Linked DNA regions of Rattus norvegicus: region 2 is linked to region 1. Evidence: chromatin contacts called from public Hi-C data. All regions are on one chromosome and are shown on one strand. The core of a region is the stretch at or near the end of the contact, and the rest is flanking DNA. Distances in the headings are between cores, read along the strand shown. Region 1 holds the start of Sik1 (salt-inducible kinase 1). Region 2 holds the start of Hsf2bp (heat shock transcription factor 2 binding protein).

The links. Hi-C and Micro-C count contacts between places; a contact is called where the count stands out from the background.
Region 2: a contact with region 1 is called in a Hi-C map of kidney, with 3 times the contacts expected there. The contact joins the promoter of Hsf2bp here to the promoter of Sik1 in region 1. A contact is called at or near these places in 12 of 12 Hi-C or Micro-C datasets (the A7r5 cell line, the Rat2 cell line, Schwann cells and 7 more) and 1 of 1 datasets of contacts at active chromatin or transcription factors (oligodendrocytes).

The regions. Positions count from the first base shown.
Region 1 is chr20:9,954,760-9,962,040 of GRCr8, forward strand. It overlaps Sik1 (salt-inducible kinase 1), which reads right to left and starts at 3,887. Exons shown (of 14, transcript NM_021693.3): 1 at 3,832-3,887; 2 at 3,030-3,200; 3 at 2,253-2,369. The coding sequence starts at 3,185. It overlaps LOC108349047 (a long non-coding RNA gene), which reads left to right and starts at 4,094. Exons shown (of 4, transcript XR_001842578.3): 1 at 4,094-6,312; 2 at 6,477-6,615.
Region 2 is chr20:10,116,324-10,123,124 of GRCr8, forward strand. It overlaps Hsf2bp (heat shock transcription factor 2 binding protein), which reads right to left and starts at 4,620. Exons shown (of 8, transcript NM_001127683.1): 1 at 4,571-4,620; 2 at 3,364-3,514. The coding sequence starts at 4,618. Rrp1b (ribosomal RNA processing 1B) reads left to right here and starts at 6,502. Exons shown (of 16, transcript NM_001427282.1): 1 at 6,502-6,687. The coding sequence starts at 6,558.

The DNA.
Region 1 (7,281 bases), core at 2,637-5,136:
GTCCTGGCAACCCTCCTCTAAAAAAGGAGAGAGCCACAAACAAGACTGGACAGGGCAAGCATTTGCCTTGCATGCCCCCCTGGGAGCTCTGAAGGCCATGCGTGCCAGGATCCTGGGAGTGTCCTTTCAGAAGCCCCAGGGACAAAACCCAAAGCAGCCAGAGTGATCGATACAAATGCCCCGGCCCCCCTCGCTTTATTGACAGGACATTAAGCCTTTAAGAACACAGCCTTGCCAAGGTAAGCTACAGGGGACTGCTCTTTGTACAGTGCAGTGCCTGGCATGTGTCAACAGTGACGGTCAGTGTCAACATACACCTTCAGAGTTTATTTATTGATCGGCAACTTTGTTACTTACAAAAAAAAAAAAAACCATTTAAACCATAACTAAGCAACAAAGATACAAAGATTCAGGGCTTATTGTTGTTGTTCCCTCACTTGTGCATACCCATAGGTTAAATATTCCAGGGGAGCCAGGTATGTAGCATACTCCTGTAATCCCAGCACTCAGGAGGCAGAGGCAGAATTACCAGAAGTTCAAGGCCAGCCTGCTCTACATAGCAGTCCTAGCCCAGTCAGTCTACGTAGTGAAACTGTCTCAATACAAGTAAATAGAGAAAATATTTCTTCCTATATTCCAATAGGAAGAAAGGTTTCTTTGGGTTTAAGATGTACTGTTATTCCTTTAGAAGATACTTTTAAAGAAGCTTCTTCAGTCATAAATTTTACTAAGAAAAGTGTTATTAAAAACCATAGCAATTCAGCTCAAAGTTCAGCCATCGTCCCCTCCCCACTCCCCACGGTGCAGCAGAGGTCAGAAAGGGGAAGGAAAATGAACTCAGAGTCTACATCTTTTAACCTTTTAAGACCCAAAATAAGCCAACCGTGGTGGCAGACATCTGTCCTCAGAGACTATGCGGCGGGAGACTGCCACAATTTAAGGCCGGCAGGGCACAGAGAGCACCAGGGCCAGCTAGAGCAACTACATGGCAAGACCCTATCTCAACAGATACAACCAGACGAACACTCCCCACCCCCACCCAAAGGAGAGAATGAGATGCCTCAGCAGGCCTCTGGGGCCCGGGGCCAGCTGAATGAATGCTAGACACCAGTATCAAGCGAGACCAGAGGACCAACTGGCCTCAGCAGCCCACCAGATCCTGAAGGCTGAGTCACTGAAGACAGGAGCTAAAATATCTACTCTGACATCCATCCCCTGGGTAACGTTCCCTTGGTGAGACTGACCTGGTGGGCAAGTGGAAGGCAGGAAGAGGGTGCTAAGACAGATGGGCATCCACAAACAGGCAGGAGCACAGGGGTCAAGCCTCCCCAGTCCCCTCTCTCAAGCACTGACCACAGAGGAAACCTGTCTTCAAGCACCACCACTTAAAGACTGAAATAAGGCACGACCCCCTGAATGCACAGCCCTGGGCTCTGTGCTTAAGAGATTCAGAGGGAGCCGTCACCACAGGCCAAACACAAGCTCCAGAGACCTGTCTGTCTTTGTTCTGAAAAGGACTGGCCAGGGGGTAATTTTAAATTACAGTTCTTTCCCCTCCTGAACCGTGCGCACAGCTTTTCCAACTGTCCCTTGCAGTCACCCCAGGCTCACAAGGATCCTGAGAGTCACTGACAGGAACCACACACCAATTCAACCCACAAGCCCTGGTTTCTCCACACACACAGAGCTATTTCACAGCAGCAGAAGCAGCCAGTTATCACCAGGCAGACTGCTGAGGAAGATTGTCAGGGAACAACAGACAGACAAGCGGGTGAGGCACGCACGTCCTCCGCCCAGATTAAATGGCAAGTTCCTAGGGGCTGAAGTATCTCCCTGTCTTTCCTTAGCGCTGTATCCCAAAGATACATTAAGGAGACCTGGGGAAAGAACAGCTGCTTCTTTGACGTTTAGCAACCATCTGCAAAGGCAGAAGTTCCGAGTTTTGCTCAAGTTTGTCCTTCGCTCGAGCCGACCGAGCATACACAGGGCTATCCTCCCAGTGACAGGACTTTGTCAACAGATCTCAACATGTCCAAAACGTGAACAGGTAGGACCCACAGCAAGAGACTCAACAGTCAATAAAGCTACCCAGCCTCGTGAAGGTCAATCCAGCTACTTTGTACTAAGTGGTTCGGTTCCCACACAGCATCGGAAACCCCAAACTACCTTCAGGGACCCAAGGAGTCTCAGGGTGTGACAGGAGAAAAATCAATGGATGTGTCCCACGGAGCAGGGAGGCCCCTCCGGCTCACCTGGTAAAGCTTGATAATATTTGGGTGGTTCAGGAGTTTCATGAGCTGGACCTCCCGGTAGATCTTCTCCAGATTACTAGAATCTAACCGTGTCTTGTCAATTATTTTAATTGCAACCTACAGATTTTCAAAGGAAGAGGGGAGGGTAAATAAACCTTCAAGTCACCTCATTTGCACCGTCTTTTTTCTTTCTTTCTATTTATTTATTTATTTATTTTATTTTTTTGGCAAGTGAATTTCTCGAACGTTTGATGTCTTCAAAAGGTCACAAGAAGTTGGGGGGAAAAATAAAATAAAAGTAGCCACTAACATTATTCAAAGGGATAGAAGTTGAATTAAAGCCCCTGTATTTGCCATTTGCCAGCTAGCGTTACCAGCAGCCGCTCGTTTCTGTTGTTCCTTCTCCTGTTCTCTCTCTCTCTCTCTCTCTCTCTCTCTCTCTCTCTCTCTCTCTCCCCCCTTCCATCCTCTCTCCCTCCCCCCCTCTTGCGGGGAGGGGGCGGCTGCTGGTCATTATTATCTTCGCTGTTCCCTAGTAATTGTACAAATTATGTAGAAGCTTTTTTTTCCCCCCTTTACCAGACTAAACACTGTCATCGTTTACAATTGTGACAATCAACTCTGCAGGACTGAATCAGCACAGGGGTCCACCCCCTGGCTGGATCCACCCCCCTGGTTTAGTTCTCCCCCCACACCACACACACACACACACACACACACACACACACACACACACACACACACACACATACACACACACACAACACGCGCGCGCACCTGCGTTTTGGTGACTCGGTGCCGCGCCAGCTTAACCACTGCAAAATTGCCTTTGCCCAGGGTTCGTTCCACGTCGTAAAAGCCCACCCGGAGGGGCTTCTGCTGGCCCTGGCCGGTGCCTGTGGGGACCGCGCTGAACTCCGACATGATCACCATGGCTTCGGGCCGCACCTGCGGGTCAGCGAGGAGTGCGCTCAGCACCGACCGACCCCGGCCCGATCCCGTTCCCCGCCAAGCCCGGCCACCAAAACTGTCCCACTGGCCACCGGGCGTGCGTCCTCGACCCTGTGTTCCTCCAGCCCGAGGCTCCTACTGTGGCCCCGACACTGGATCGCAGCTCACACCCCCACTCGCTCATTCCTTGACACTGTGTCCCCCTGGACTAAAGTCTCCACGCACGCACCCCCTTTACCCCGAATTCCCTAGTCAGAGCCCTAGGATCCTAGGCTCCCAGCCCGCGCCCCCCACGCGCGCGCCCCCTCGATCCCAGGTTCCCTCAGTGCGAGCCCCCACGCACGCGCCCCCCGACCCCCGGTCCTGACCGGGAGCGCGCGCCAGCAGTCCACCCTCGGTGGACCCCACGCCAGCCCCTGGACACCCTCGGGCCCCGGGCTTTCACCGTGCTCCCGTCCGTTAGAGCCAGCGCTCAGTCCCTTAGGACAGGCTTCTCAACCGGGCGCTCACAGACCCGCCTCCGGGCGCCGACCCGCAACAATGGGGAGCCCGCGGGGCTGGAGTCCTGCCCGCGACCCTATGCGCGCACCTGCGGGCCTCGGAGACCCGAACTCGCGCCATCGCTCACCTCCGCCGCCCTCCGTGTGCCCGACCCGGGACGCCACTCGCTCGGCTGCTTGCTCTGCTCCGGCGCCCGCCGTTCGCGCCGCCGCCGCCAACGCTGCTGCCGCCGCCCGGGCCGCGCCGCATGTCAGCGCCCCGCCGCCGCCGGCCGCACGCGGCAACGCCCCGCCCCGCCCCGGCCCCGCCCCGCGCAAGCCCCGCCCCGCCCCCGCCCCCCGCGGCAGGCACAGCCCATTGACGTCGTTTTGACGCCAGAGCGACGCGCGGCCCGGTGCCTGCCGAGGGGGAGCGGAGATCGGGCGGTTGCCAAGAGACTGGAGGCTCTGACGCGCGCGCTGGTGAGGCCGTTGCTATGGCGACCGCGGGCGGTGACGTCAGGGACCGGGCTCAGCAGCCGCCCGAGGCTGCCGGCGCCCCCTGCCGGGCACGGGCGACACTGCTGTGGCCCACCGACTAGGAGACAGTCTGCTTCGGGACCTCTTCCGGGGGGCGGGTAAACCCATAGTGGGTACGGTGCCCCGTGGTTGCTCACTGCCCCCTTCGGACGCAGCAGGGTGGAATAGGACCGCGGGATTTTCGTCGTGGGGCTCTGGGGCTGGTGGGCCTAGACTGATCACTCTGCTTCGCCGAGCACTCGATGTGCAGCCAGCAGCCTCTGCCCCTTGACCCTCACTTCATCCCTGAGAGGGCCGGCCAGCTGCAAGAATGGCTGGTTCTAGGAAACTGTTGGTCAGTTGAACACCACTTATTTTTGTTACAGGCAGAAAAAAAAATCTCAAAATATTCAGCAATTGGAAAGTTGAAGCAAGAAAACGCGACTCATGGTCCTGAAGCCTCCTGCTTCAAGGGCCACCTCGAACTAGCTCACCATGCTGGTCCGGCAGTGTTCTGGGGCAGCTGATTAGGACTGGTGCTTTAGACACAGGCAGCGGAAGGACCCAGCCCCTACTCAGGGCTGATAAGTGGGGCCCTTGGAGGACTGGGCACTTTGCCCATTCCCTTGCTGTCTGCCAATTGGCCCACCCTGTCTGTCCCCAAGCTGAGAACAGATAGGACACAGGGTGGCTGGGACCTTGGGACTGACCCTGAGAGTGCCTGCCGGAAGCAGGGCCCATTAAAGGGGAGACGGAGTATGGAGAGAGTGGAAACGGGCATGTGGGTGACTCCTTCTGTCTGTGTTCCCTCACACCTCATCAGAAAGTAAGATGTGTTCTTAAGGGCAGACTGGAAAAGGGACAGACGATTCTCCAAAGGCAAGGAAGGCGGCAGTTTGGAGCTAAACTTACGTGTCTCCCTTCCTCGTGGCTTCCTGTGTGAGAGAAAAATTAGCAAGGGGCGGGTATTAATCAAAATTGATTCAGAATTCATCAGAATTGATTCCTCAAGGGAGGAAGACTTTTTGGGCAGATGGGGGGTGGTGTAGGCTAGCCTGAGAGAGAGAATGAGGGGGCCAAAATATACTACTGTTACTATACCTCACCCCCACAAAGATTTCACCAGTTCCATCCTGACCTTTTCTGGTTCAAGTATTTCGAAGGGCATTCAAGGACACTAGGCATCTCAGGGTCCCTTTAGCCTTCCCATATGCTCCTCTGGTTTGTCCCAGGGGCAGTATTTTTAGTCTCTCCCATCTGAGAAGCTTACCGCTGCTCCCCTCGCCCTTGGGAATCCTAACCTCTTACCCTGGTCCCAGGAGAGCTGGGCAGAGGGTAGGAAAACCCCTTTGTTCTTGCCTCATGGGCCCTCATCCCTTCCCAGCCTGTCCACCCACTGGCATCCATCTAGTCAAAGCCTTTCCAAAAGGTCTGAGGTGTTTGCAAACATGTCCTCAGTGTGAGGTCCCAAAGGACAAATGGCTGAGGTGCCCATTAACGTATCAGAACTGACACTTCTCATTCCTATGTAAGCTAACCACTGGACTCTCTTGGTTCTTCTCTTGGTCCTCTTTCCCTTGGTGTTGTCTCTCTCTCTCTCTCTCTCTCTCTCTCTCTCTCTCTCTCTCTCTCTCTCTCTCCCTCCCTCCCTCCCTCCCTCCCTCCCTCCCTCCCTCTCTCTCTCTCTCCTGGGTCTTCTTTTGTCCTCCTCTCTCCTTCCCCCCTTACTCCCCCTTCTCTCTCTCCTCTCACGGCTCAATCTATTGTGCTGGCTGTGTTCCGTCAGGACCCTTCCAGATGCCTCTGGCTGATCTCTCCCTCATATCTACAATAAAAAAACAAAACAAAACAAAACAAAACAAAAAACCCTTCCCCTCAATCAAACCTAAGAGCAGCCACGTCCTCACTTTCACTGAGTCAGCGCCAAAGAAAAGCTTGGGGCCCAGACCCAGTGGCGGATGCTGCCTCAGAGGCAAACCTGGAACCAGGCAAACATGTCTGGCTCCTGGGCATCCACCTCCCATTACTGTCCTGTGACCCTATCTGTTCCTCCCAGATCCTAGAGGAGCAGCTCGCTGTGTCCACAGAAGCAGAGAGTGGGGAAGGACCCGGTGAGCAAGTCCCCTCAAATGCTGCCTGGCCTTACCCTTGATAGCATATGCCTACCTAGGAGGGTTGGTACCGGGCATCCTCCTGAAACCCCATCTTCCCCAAGTAGCTCTGTGTCTTTGATGCCTGGAAACTATTTCTTGGTTTTTTTTTTTTTTTTTTGCAGGGTTCTGTGGTAATGTTTTGGCACTTGAGGAGGAAGAGAGCACCTGGCATGCACTCTGGAGACGTGAGCAAATGACTCAGGGATTCCTCACCCAGAGCAGGGGAGGGAGCTCAGGGTTGTGCCTTACTGTACCAGTGAGGTAGGTACCTTGGTGAAGTAGCATTCTCACTGGCAAATGGGAATCACTTCTTGTTTCTCACCGCACCTCTCCTGGGAGTGTGATGGTCCTGGAGGTTGGTTTTCTTGTTTGGATCATGGGGCTGGGAGTCCTGTCTGCTGGGCCAGAGAGAGCCCTTCAGTTGTTCATGACTTCGATGGCCGTGCCACAGCCCTGTCTTCCCGACCTAAATCAACATGCACAGAGCCTGGAGTTCTGCACTAGCTCTGAGATTAAGCGGTAGTGGGCCTGCGACCCCGAGCCCTGAAGACCTTGATGTTTCTCTGAGAAGAGGGTTGGCTTCCTATATTACTGAGAGCTGGAAAAGGCACACTTCTTTCTCGGCCCACTCCACTTAGTACCGAAGGGCCTCTTTGCCCTTCTGACTGCGTCTCTCTGGGTTTCATGTGTTGTTTGTACAGCTTCTGCCTGGTGGCTTCTGAAGCAGTCAAGAAAAGTGGGCCACCCCGGCCTGGTCACTTACCTCGGTTTATTTGGCCCACCTTACTTCTGAACTTCTGACAAGCTGCTGTGTGTGCTGAGGGGAGAGTCACAGCCCTGGGATGACAGAAGAAAGGAGGAGGCCTAAGACCCAGGCATCCCCGGTCGTGGGCCAGGAGCTCAGGGAGCAAGTCTGCCCAAAGGCTG
Region 2 (6,801 bases), core at 3,370-5,869, 160 kb after region 1:
CAGAAAAGCGGAGGTAGTCAGGGAGGGCCTAAGTTGAAAGTTTACAGTGACCTCCCAGGAAGCAAAGGACACGAGGTGTGCCTAATGCCTAAACAGGGCTCGTGTCTGGGTAGTCAGAGCTACTCTAGGCAAGGCTTACCCGTCAGTACAAAGGCTTCACCGTTTGCTAGCTGCCCTTTGTCCTACGGACAAGGAGCAGCTATTGTAACAGCTTCGCTCCAGTGGTAGAATGATAGAATCAGGCAAAGATGACCAGGCTGGGGACAGTAGACACGGCCTAGAGGAGGCAGGCACAAGGGCCCCACCAAAACAGCAGAGATGACGACAGGCTGATAAAGTCAGAAAGCATCTCCCGAGCTCACTGGCGGTACAGCTCCAAGGCAGGCCAGGGAGAAGCAGCAGAAGGGAATCAGTAGGAGTCAGGCAGAAGAAAGTAAAAATGATCTTGCTAAGTGGAAGGGTGCCCTGCCACTTGTCGGGCTACAGTAGCAGGCCCAGATAGAGCCAGCTGCCAAGTAAACAGGAAACGTTATGTCTCCCATTAATGGGAACGTGTCACGATGTCACTTCGCAGTCATCGAATTCCTTTCCAAAGCTCCCCCACTTTCAAAAGATCTTTTATTTATTTTATGTATATGAGTACACCATAGCTGTCTTCAGACACACCAGAAGAGGGCATCAGATCCCATCACAGATGGTTGTGAGCCACCATGTGGTTGCTGGGAATTGAACTCAGGACCTCTGGAAGAGCAGTCAGTGCTCTTACCCTCTGAGCCATCTCTCCAGCCCGCTCCCCCACTTTCAGAAGGAGAAACCTGACCTGGCCTGAAGAGTGACACACAAACACAGCCTGGCTTCCCGATAGCCTCAAAGGTGCGGGCAAGGTCCGTCCACACAGTGGGCAAGGTCCGTCTACACAGTGTTCTACATTTATTTGAGCATCACTGTTTATGAGCAAACAAGACCCGGGTCCGCTTCGCACTCAGCCTCTAGTTGCCTCTTTACACAAAGCTCCACCTTGCTCTGAGCCGTCGAAACAGCGCTTAAGGACTTAGGGGGCTGAAGCAGGAATGTCTACTGTTTGAGGCCAGCCTGGGCTGCACAGAGAATTCGAGGTTATCCCAGGATATAGGAAGCCATCTCCAACATAAAACACTGCTTCATTCCCACACCGCCTAAGTCCAAGCCTGTCCCCAGGGCCCGGTGAAGTGCCTCCCATTCCTCTGTACCTGTGGTCATGCACGCCTCAGAGAGACGTAAACCTGATCTAGTCAGACACACACCTGTCCCTGATAAGCTTAGCATGGGCACTTAGAGTCCAAATGATCAAGTGAGAAAAGATGCCAAGTGGGAGTCAGGGAAAGGCGGATGCTGGCTACAGAGATACGTCCAGCAGCCACTCACATCAAAAGGACTAAGGCTGTCTGTGTGCACGAGACTGCCTTGGGGAGGCTACGATGAAATAGGAAGGACTAGGCTGGGCCTCGGGCACCTGCACTGTCTAAGGGCTTCTGAGTAGCAGTTTTCAACCTGTGGGTCACAACCTCTTGAGGGCTGGGGATCAAAAGACCCTTTCACAGGGGTCACCTAAGACGATCAGAAAACAAAGGTATTTGCATTACGATCCATAACAGCAGCAAAATCATAGTTATGAAGTGGCAACGAAACTATTTTAAGTTTGGGGGTCACCACGACATGAGGAACTGTGTCAAAGGGTCGCAGCGTTAGGAAGGATGAGAACTGCTAGTCTTGAGAAAGGTGAATAGGCAAAGGTGACCAAGAGGACATCGCAGAGATAGATGGGGAAGGGACACACAGCCCGGGAAGGCCACGAACCTCAAGTGAACAGCCCCTACAGTCTGACTTTATCAAGTTACCAGATTCATGTGTGGCCTCTAGCCTGCCCTGGGAAGGAGACTGGCGTCTAATCTCTGACAAATGAGATCCTGATACGTTTTCGCAGACCACCGGTTCGTGGCTTTACAGTGAAACAATCAGCCAGCAGGCTAATGCACTCTGTTACCAGGCAGCATTTTCCTTTTCTGGAAATAAATGCACTGACGCTAATTGCTCTCAAAACTTGCCAGCTGAGCATGAGATCAGAATGAAGTGGTTAGAAAGTCAATAACCGGCGACAGGAGGAGTAAGGCCCCCCACGAAGATAGTGACATAGCCAGGGAATGGTGATGGCCCTCTCAAAGGGAGAGTGTGTTATTGAAGCCCAGTAAGAGGTAGACTGTGGAGGAGGCCACTGGGAGGGCACTTGTGGAGCAATGCCACCCAAACACCGGAGTAACAAGAGGGGCAGAGGGCAGGCCAGCACCCCTCCCACCCAGTCCCTCTCTCTTTGCTCAGAGAGGCCTTCCAATTCTAGTCTGTAGGGGGTCTACCTCCCAGAATACAGTACAAGGCAGAAGTTAATGGCTGAGAAAACTCCTGACAGAATAGGACAGGGCTCCGTGTAACCATTAACCGTTTACTCCTTTCTTTTTTTTTAATTTTTAAGTTCACACACATTGGCATTTTGCCTGTAGGCGTGTCTGTGTGAGGATAATGGATGCCCTGGAACTGGAGTCTCACAAACTTCTAACTGCTTCACCCTTCTAACTGAATAGGGCTGGCTAACTGGCAAAGTACACGTGTACAAACTAGAAACCCACATTCCGATCCCTTCTAGCTTACAACTTATGTGGCCTGATTGTCCTCCCCTTCTGAGATCACTGTGCTGCCTGTTTCACAGCTCTCAGGTGAGGCTTGAACTTGGTACATAGGGGAAAATGATCCTGAACTCCCGGTCCTTATACCTCCACCACCTAAGTACTGGATTACAGGCACGGGCACCATCGAGACTGGCTCGGAAACCTACATTCCTCAGTCAAGACACTTTCTTGGTGGGGAAGGAGGTGGGGGCAGCTGAGGACACCTTCGGGATGACAGGACGACACCACACTGGTGTGGGGGAGGGGCTGCAATCGGGACGTAAAGTGAATAAATAAATTACTGGGGAAAAATAAGACACTTCCTTATTTGGACTTACAGCTCAAGACATTACTTGGGCCTCTGGGGCGCACACTATGAGGGCTGGCGGTCCGATGTGACTTGAGAAATTAGCCTTACCCACCGAAAAGCTGATTGGATTGCAGTCCAGTCCCAATTGGGAAAGTGCTTTTGCAAGCTCCAAGTACCTCCCCCCCCCCAAAAAAATAATAATAATAACAGGGTCCCGACTGGTATTTGATACATTGTTCAAATGTCAAACATCTGGATAGACAAGTCCTAGCAATCCTGGACTTAGCTCAACACTGAAAGCTGGCGCCCCCTACCCACCTAAAGACAAGAGGGCACACATGAGGGAAAACTCACTTTTTTCTACAATCTTCAACTTCTGGAAGCTTTCCAGTAACTCCCCATTTAGTATTCTGGGTAAGAAGTCCCGGATTTGCATCACTTCCGTCGTCAGCCGCTCCAGGTCCTTCTTTCTGACTTTAACGAATTCTTCCTTAGATTCCATGTGCTAAAGGAACAAGCAGGTCTTAGCATTGTAGCATTTCTCTTCAGATGACTAGAACTAGCAACCCAAATCAACTTTCCTTTTCTTTCCAGACTCTTACATTCATAACTGCCTCACAAATGTGTTTACATCATGTTCGTGTGTGTCTGTGTGTGTGTCTGTGTGTGTGTGTGTGTGTGTGTGTGTGTGTGTGTGTGTGTGTTCCAAAGCGCGCGCGCACTGGAGCTTTGATTTGCTTTTTGAGAGGGCGGGTCTCACTGTGTAGCCCTGGCTGTTCTGGAATTCTGCAGACTAGGCAGTGGGCCTGCCTCTGCCTCCCTAGTTCTGGATTACAGGCCTCTTCCACCACCCCTGGCATCTGATGTCCCTTCTGTTACACATATATGGATATAGATGTGTATTCGTGAGTGTGTTTGTGTATACGTGGGCTTTATATACAGAGAGCCTTGCCGGCGGTGGATGAGGGTGGTAATCCACACCCATAGTCCTAGCTTCTCAAGAGACTGAGGCCGAAATATGGCTTTGCCCAAGCGTTGGGAGACCAGCCTGAGCAACACACCAAAATTCTGATTCAGTAAGAACGAATATAGCGGAAGAGGGAATGGAAACACTTAAGAGGAAAAACCAAATATACATTTCTAAAAGCCAAAGAAAATGCCCGCAAGTTAATGTGCCCCAAACTGAACTCCTCCAGGATGGGATCCCTGCGGCTGCTTTTGGCCTCTGCTGTCCCCAAACATTCATGCTACTATACAATGGCGTCCCACTGGAAGTAGGCGTCAACCAGGCCCTCTCGTGAAGGGACACCAGAGGCAGAACCCAGATAAGTGCACGGCTCTGGTTCCCCAGAGCCTCACAGCCTAAAACCTGAGCTACCACTTTTTAACTTGAAGGCCTCCACAGATGACTTGGAACCGCGCCTCGTGTCTCTGGTCTGGCCCACCCTTGCGCGGCTCCCGGCCTGGCCCCTTCAAGGCTACAGGGACATCTTCTCAGGCACAGGAGTCACCCTGAGGGAAGTAAACACCAGTAGCTCCCATATGTGGGGCACACACTGACCCGGCAGGCCTCCTCAGTACCGGAACGCTCGCCCACGATCGCAGCCATAGCCAAGGCCTCAGCTTTGTGCGCCTGCGCAGAGCTCTCTAACACGCGCAAAAAAAGTGCGGGAATCTGAAGATGCCCGACCATACGGAAAGCCGCGAGGTTCAAATCTCGCCAAATTTGCGCTTCACTCTCGGCCCCTGGACCCAGGGATGAGAAGGAACCAGACTCTACTGCGGCTCTTCTCCTTCAGTGTTTCAGACTTGTGACCTGCAAAATGAGGCCTGAGTGTCAAACAGAATCCGTCCTTCCCTGTTTACGGAGAGGATGCTAGAACCAAACCTACAAACTGAAAAACCGCACAGGGAGAACCTCGTCGTCCCTTGGCCAAGTGCTTCTGTGTTAAGGGATGCATTTTCGCATGCACAGAAGAGTTATTTTAGCTAGGTAACTGAGGTTTGAAACTAGATGTAGTGGTACATGCCTATGTCCCAGCACTTGGGTGGTGGACGCTGGAGTTCAAGACCAACTTGCTACACAGCAAGGGAAATCTAGCCTGGGCTACATGGGTGGGGGAGCGGGGTTCAAAATGAAATAACTAAAGCTTGGAAGAATATACTAATCTAATAATTCTCAAATGTTTGATGACCTAGAGTTTTGGATGTCCCTAAAGTAAGCATAACTGTTAAAAGACTTCTTTCATATTGGTTTAGTGTGTTCCCTGCTCGTTCTGGTTTTGTCAACTTGACACAAGTTAAAGCCATGAGAGGAGGGAATCTCAATAAAAAAAAAAAAAAGTCTCTATAAAATCAGATTGTAGGCAGACCTGTAAGGCATTTTCTTAGTTAATGATTGATGGGGAAGGACCCCACCTGTTGTAGGTAGAGTCAGCCCTGGGCTGGTGGTCCTGGGTTCTATAAGAAAGCAGGCTGACCAAAGAGCAAGGCCGTAAGCAACATCCCTCCATGGCTTCTGCATCAGCTCCCGCCTCCAGGTTCCTGTCTTCTTTGAGGTCCTGTTTGAGATCTGGTCCTGGCTTCCTTTCATGGTGAACAGTAATACGGAAATGGGAGTCCTCCCCAGCTTGCTTTTTGATCCTGGTGTTTCACTGTAGCAATACTCACTACCTACTGCTCAGAACTGTGTGTTTTGAATGCAAGAGGTCTTAAAGACAGAGCCAAGCTCCCTCCCTGTTAGACCCTCAAAATTTTTCCCTCTCCAATGGACATCCCTGCGTCTGACCCAGTCGTTGTGGGTATGGGTTTGCTGACTCCCCATTCAACAAGTTTGCACCCGTCCCAAGATGCGACAGGGAGGCTTGCTCGCTGCAGGAACGGATTGTTCACTACACCGCACCTCTGTAAGTGCCCTTGTTGCTTCAGGGACGGGTTTCTCTCTCTTCTCCAAATCCCGAACCTGTCCTAGAACGCTGCAAGGGTCTCCTCGCCCCCTCTGCACTCGTCCCAGCACATTGGAAGAGGGCCCATTCCCTCTATAATGCTGCGTGCCTGCATCAAGACTCAAGGCACTGTCCTGAGGGGAACGGGGCGCTGAAGGGTGGGAGAGTGGAAGTTGTCCCTGTGCTGTTGTAAGCCTCGGGATGCCAGGATAATGGCCTTCCTTCTGGGTCTCAAGTCTGCTCAGGGAAGCCCGCGGAGTTCACAGACACCGGGTGAATGGAGGTGGCAGGACCGCCGCTTCCCTGACAGACCTTTGTTAGCTGTGGTTAGACTCTAGAACTGCATCAGGTTAGCCGTAGTCGTCCTGCCGGAGGAGATCTGACCCTAACTACCCGCCCAGAACTTGGACCACCCACAGGATATACTTCAGTAGCGGGGCTACGTATCTACTCGCACAGGGGCCACGCGGACTCCCTGGGCGCGCGGCAAGCGGCGCACCGGTGACGCCATCACCCACGCGCCGCGGCGCCTGCGCAGGCGCAATCCAGATCGCTCGGCGGCTAGCCGCACGCGCGCAGCCCGGGGATGCTGAAGCGGGTGCGATGGCTCCCGCCATGCAGTCTACCGAGCTCCAGTTCGCACAGCGGCTGGCCTCCAGTGAGAAGGGCGTCCGCGACCGCGCCGTGAGGAAACTGCGGCAGTATCTCAGCGCAAGGACGCAGAGCGACACAGGTGCGGGCCTGGGTCCGCGCCGCTGCGCGCGGCGAGGGTCGCGCCAGTGGGCACGGGTGCGGCTGCTACGGGCTGTGCGGCAGAGCTCCTGACCGCTAGTCCCAGCTCACCGCT